2 separate regions of the Sus scrofa genome follow, and region 2 is linked to region 1. A link is a contact called in public Hi-C data. All regions are on one chromosome and are shown on one strand. Each heading gives the region's core, a stretch centred on a gene start, on an enhancer-like site or on the middle of the called end of the contact. The rest is flanking DNA. Distances are from core to core; before and after follow the strand shown.

The links. A called contact is a pair of places that touch in the nucleus more often than the background predicts.
Region 2: a Hi-C map of omental adipose tissue shows a contact between it and region 1, with 2.7 times the contacts expected there. The contact joins two enhancer-like sites. A contact is called at or near these places in 15 of 47 Hi-C or Micro-C datasets (adipose tissue, blood, embryonic fibroblasts and 10 more) and 1 of 2 datasets of contacts at active chromatin or transcription factors (skeletal muscle).

Annotation. Positions count from the first base shown.
Region 1 is chr10:40,041,513-40,044,290 of Sscrofa11.1, forward strand. No RefSeq gene overlaps it. Among named protein-coding and RNA genes, the nearest start is that of BAMBI, 10 kb to the right of the region's middle. Within about 2 kb of position 1,254, at least 1 of the 83 cell types and tissues checked has an H3K27ac peak or open chromatin away from gene starts, as enhancers often do. A contact at or near this core is called in omental adipose tissue, where this site is marked.
Region 2 is chr10:40,538,047-40,540,746 of Sscrofa11.1, forward strand. No RefSeq gene overlaps it. Among named protein-coding and RNA genes, the nearest start is that of MAP3K8, 210 kb to the right of the region's middle. Within about 2 kb of position 1,310, at least 2 of the 83 cell types and tissues checked have an H3K27ac peak or open chromatin away from gene starts, as enhancers often do. A contact at or near this core is called in omental adipose tissue, where this site is marked.

The DNA.
Region 1 (2,778 bases), core at 4-2,503:
GATCTGGTGTTTCCGTGAGCCCTGGTGCAGGTCTCAGATGCAGCTCGGATCTGGCTTTGCTGTGGCTGTGGCTGTGGCATAGGCTGACTGCTACAGCTTCGATTCCGACCCCTGGCTTGGGAACCTCCATACATCATGGGTGCAGCCCTAAAACGACAAAAAAAATAAATAAATAAAAAAAAGAAGAAAGAAAATGAAAGAAAGAAAGGCAGGAAAGAAAGAAAGAAAATGTGTTGGCAAAAGCTGGGAAAATAAACTATGATGATACCATGAAGATATGGGATCTACCTGGTTTTTTCTCCTCTTCCTTATCATTCCCTCCCCCTCCTCTGCCTTTATTGATCTGGAACCACGATATTGATATGAAATGGTTTATGAGGAAGTTTGTTAGGATCTGCAGAGTGGAACGCACATTTGTACCCATAGAAAGTTAAATCCATCCAGTTGTCAAGTGAAAGGAGATGAATGCCCATCAGAGAGAAAGGAAGGGACTTTTGGTAACGGGCATATGGAAGTTCCCAGGCTAGGGGTCCAATTGGAACTGCAGCTGCAGGCCTATGCTACAGTCACAGCAACACCATATCCGAGCTGCATCTGGGACCTACACAACAGCTCATGGCAACACCGGATCCTTAACCCACCGAACGAAGCCAAGGATCAAACCCAAATCCCCATGGATACTAGTTGGATTTTTAATGTGCTGAGCCAACATGGGAACTCCCAAATTTCTATTAGCTTAAAATGATTTTGGAGTTCTTGCTGTGGTACAGTGTGTTAAGGATATACATTTTATAATAAATATTTCATATATCAAAATTCATATTTATATATAAGTATATAAAATACACATTTATTTTATATACATAAATACACATATTTATATATAAGTATATAAGTATGTGTGTGTGTGTGTGTAGTGTTTTTTTACAAACACACCTCATTGTCTACTCATAAATCCCCCCCGGCCCTGTCTCTACACCTATCAGGAAGGTCACTTATAATTAAATGATTCCCGGATCCCATTTTGATCAAAGTTAAGCAACAGTAAAACCCTTTCCCATCCCACCCACTACCTTCTCTCCCTCCCCTGCTTTCACGTGCTTATTCTGAAGGCCCAGCTTAAGTGCCCGGAGGTAAGGGAGTAAAGGGAAAGAGGTTTTCGTGGGGTGAGACTGAGAACTACAGCCTGAGCAGGACAGGATGGCACAAGGATGGGGACAGCGGGTCCCCAAACCCTGCAGACTCTAGTCTGGGGGTGGGGAGATCTGTCCAGCCCAGAAGGGTCTGCCCCGTGGTCACTCAACTGGTTACAAGTGAAGGAGGCGGCAGGTGGGGGGCGTGGGGGGCTGCAGAGAACAGCTGAGAGGAGCCAGCAGGTGAGCGGGCAGCTGGGGCCCCGGACCTTGAGGCGGCGCTGAGTGGCCGCGGGAGGACCAAGCGCGGATGATGCGGTGTGTCTAGGACAGGGGCTGAGCGATGCCAAGGAGAGCAGCCGCTTGGCGCCTAGGCATCATTACATTCAATTAGGATAATTGGTGCCTCTCTCGGGCGTTCACTTCCCCGAGGGATCTCGCTCGCTCCCCTCTTTCCTGCCTTCCCCTCCCTCCTTCTCTCCTCTCCAGCCTCCCCCTCCCCTCTCAGATCTTTTCTTTTCCGACCTTCTCCATATCCGATTGACTGGCCCAAAATAGCGATGCTGCTGCTACTTTTTCTATTGGCAACAGAAACTTACAGAAATGTGCATGAGGCTTTATTTTATACTTAAACTTCTATCTCCAGGTATTTCTCTGCTTCCAGCCCAATAAACCGGGAACCAGGGCAAACATGTGGAGCTAACTTTTCTCAAACTTCCTGGATCTGTCAACAGGGAAGAGCCACCCTGGCTACTGCCCATCCCTATGGCCCACCCTCTTTCTCTACCTTCTCTTGCTGGGCTCTTGGCTGTCGAATGGAAACAAAAGGGTTTTAGACCTGCAGAGGCTTTGGTTATTCCTCAAGACAAAAATATAAAAACATAGGCTCTTTTCTCAGCATTATCGGCAACTATTAGGGCCTGAACTCACCTATTTCCAGAAAAATGGCAGGTCTTCATGGCATGACTTGAAGGATTAGGGAAAATGTTTCTACAAACGTTTGTTCAGATTAGTGGTGACGGGAAAAGAAGAATGGCGGTGTTGTAAGCATTTTGAGGGCTGGAGGCTCTTCAATAATCTTATTGATCTTCCATCAAAAAGAGTATAGCTCCTGGAGTTCCCATTGCGGTGCAGTGGTTAACAAATCTGATTAGGAACCATGAGGTTGTGGGTTCAATCCCTGGCCTTGCTCAGTGGGTTAACGATCCGGTGTTGCCATGAACTGTGGTGTAGGTCACAGACCTGGCTTGGATCCCGTGTGGCTATGACTCTGGTGTAGGCCGGTGGCTACAGCTCCAATTAGACCCTTAGCCTGGTAACCTCCATATGCTGTGGGAGCAGCCCTAGAAAAGGCAAAAAGACATTAAAAAAAAAAAAAAAAGAGTATGACTCCTGGAGTCCCCGTTGTGGGTTAGGGGGTTAAAGACCTAATGTAGTATCCAGGAGGGTACAGGTCTGATCCCTGGCTTTGCTCAACTGGGTCGGGGATCCAGCATTGCCACAAGCTGCAGCGGAGCTTGCAGATATGGCTCAGATCCCGTGTTGCTTTGGCTGTGACTGTGGCATAGGCTGGCAGCTGCAGCTCTGATTTGACCCCTAGCCCGGGAACTTCCATATGCTGCAGGAGCAGCCCTAAAAAGATGAA
Region 2 (2,700 bases), core at 60-2,559, 500 kb after region 1:
GTCAATTTCATAAAAATGCTCAGTTAGAAGAGCAGCCAAGAATGGTTCTTCAGCCTACAGCATCCAAGGCCATGAGAGCAGCCTGATTCCCAAGGTTCCCAGGCTACTCAGGGGGGTCTTGACCAAGCTGATCATAATTCAAACTTGAGAAACAAGAAACAGATGAGAAACTCCAATAAAGTATTTCAGGAGACAAATGAGCAGACTTGCAGTGCCAGGCAATGTAATGGATGATGAAGCTACAGTAATTAAACATATGTGCATTAGTACCCGAGTGGACAAAAAAAATAAATCGATGGACCAAGAATAGAATGTCTCGAAACAGACGCCAAAGTTCAATAGTATATATAGTATATGATAAAGGTAGTGTATCCACTTAATAAGAGACACATTGATTATTACTAGGTTGTACCAAGATAGTTGAACATGTTAAGAGATTTACCTCATAGTTTATACCAAGAGGAATTCCCAATGGATTAAAAAGATAAGGATCTAATATAAAATTATAAAAGATGAGATCCAACATTGTCTCTGTGGTGGCCCAGGTTCAAGCCCCGGCCTGGTGCAGTGGGTTAAGGATCCCACCTTTCTGCAGCTGCGGCTCAGATTCAGTTCCTGGCTGAGGAACCTCCATATGCCAAGGGTGCCACCAAAAAAAATAAATAAATAAAAGAAGGATCAATTCTGGCATCAAACCCATGAAAAAAGAGAAACATATGATAAAATGTACATTCACGAAGGTTTGTTTTTGACATAATATTGTCAAAATAAAAAGGGAAGAGTTAAAAACAAAAAACAAAAACAAAAACCCTAGCTCTCTAACTGTAGGTTTGGTTCATGAATAATTGTTAAGTCTATGAAATGAAATAATGGGGCTATTATCAAACACATTGTAGAGGAATAGTTACTGCTTTAAGAAAATTGATGATGGAGTTTCCGTTGGGGCTCAGTGGAAACGAATCATCTGACTAGTACACATGAGGATGCAGGTTCGATCTCTGGCCGCGCTCAGTGGGGAGCACCAGGCTTAGAAGGGGCGGAGATCAGAAACTGTAGAACCAACTGCACCGGAAAGGGAGAAGCGAGGAAGAGGGGGCCATGTTCCCAGTACCCTGGCCTCTGAAGTGCTGCCCCCAGACCCATGACCTTGCGCAGAATCCCGTGCCTCTCATGTCAGGCAGGCAAACCTGGTGAGAATCCCTGATGCCTATGCTCCTCCTCCAGTCTCCAGCTCGTAGTCCAGCGCTAGCCGTGTGGTCCAGGGTGCTCCTGGGATGCCAGCTCCTGCCATCAGTCCCTGGCCTTCCCTGCACTGTTCTTTCTGTGCCTGGGGCAGGGATCCAGTGAGCTGTACCCGAAAACAGGCTCAGGAAAGGCCAGGTCCCCTTCTGATAAGCAGAGGCACACACTGGTCCTTCGGTGGTCATCTCTGAGCATCACGGGCTCAGGGACATTACATTGAGGCACAAAGATGGATAAGGCACGACCCTGGCCCCCAAGAAACTGGCAGGCTGGAGGGAGCCCAGTCACCAGGTCACACTCCCGGGGACGGTGGCCCTTCTCCTAGAGGAAGACACCAAAACAGGGAAACACCAAGAAGCCCAAACCCTGCTTTTAATCTGCTCTTACACATTGGGGGAGGGGGGAGGGACAAAAAGCCACTTAGAAACCTACAGTAAAGGAAAAAACAAAAAACAAAAAAACCACGCAGGGGTTCCCTTTGCAGCTCAGCAGTTATAAAACCATTAGTACCCACCAGAATGTGATTCCAGCCCTGGCCTCAACATCAGTAGGTTAAGGATCCAGTGTCGTCCAAAGCTGTGTTGTAAGTCGCAGATGCAGCTCTAATCCCACCTTGCCATTGCCATGGCTGTGGCTAGGCTGGCAGGGGGCAGCTCTGATTCAACCCCTAACCTGGGAACTTCCATATGCCACAGGTGCGGCCCTAAAAAGAAAAAGAAAAAAGACAAAAATGCACACTAAAATCCACACCTCTTTCTGTCTTCCGGACTGGCATGTTTATTCCTCTGGAGTCCCCCCGCCCCCACCTCCCCCATCCACCCCTCCCCCACCCCGTCGTATTGTGAGCCCTGCTTATCTCAGCAGCTATGAAAACACCCATTTCTTGTATCCATTCCTTTTTTGTTTTAAATCTAGAAAGCAAAGAGTAAGTTTCCAAAAATAAAAATTAAGCGGCCCTTTAGAGTGCTCTGAAAGTTTGCGGAGTTATCCAGCTCTTAGACGTGAGGCTTAGAGCATGGAGAGTATGGTGTCACTTCTGATTGGACACGTGGGTGTGCATAAGCCTGACCAGGACCAGTTCCCCTAGTGATACAATTTGCACAAGAGTCTGAAGGATTAGCCCTCATATATGCATATATTGTACTCTTTTTTTTTTTGGTCTTTTTGCCATTTCTAGGGCTGCTCCCTCTGCATATGGAGGTTCCCAGGCTAGGGGTTGAATCGGAGCTGTAGCCACCGGCCTACACCAGAGCCACAGCAACACGGGATCCAAGCCTCGTCTACAACCTACACCACAGCTCACGGCAACGCCGGATCCTTAACCCACTGAGCGAGGCCTGGGATCGAACCCGAAACCTTGTAGTTCCTAGTCAGATTCGTTAACCACTGAGCCATGATGGGAACGCCTATTGTACATTTAAATATGTATGCAAGTGTAAAGGATTTAAAGTGTGTACA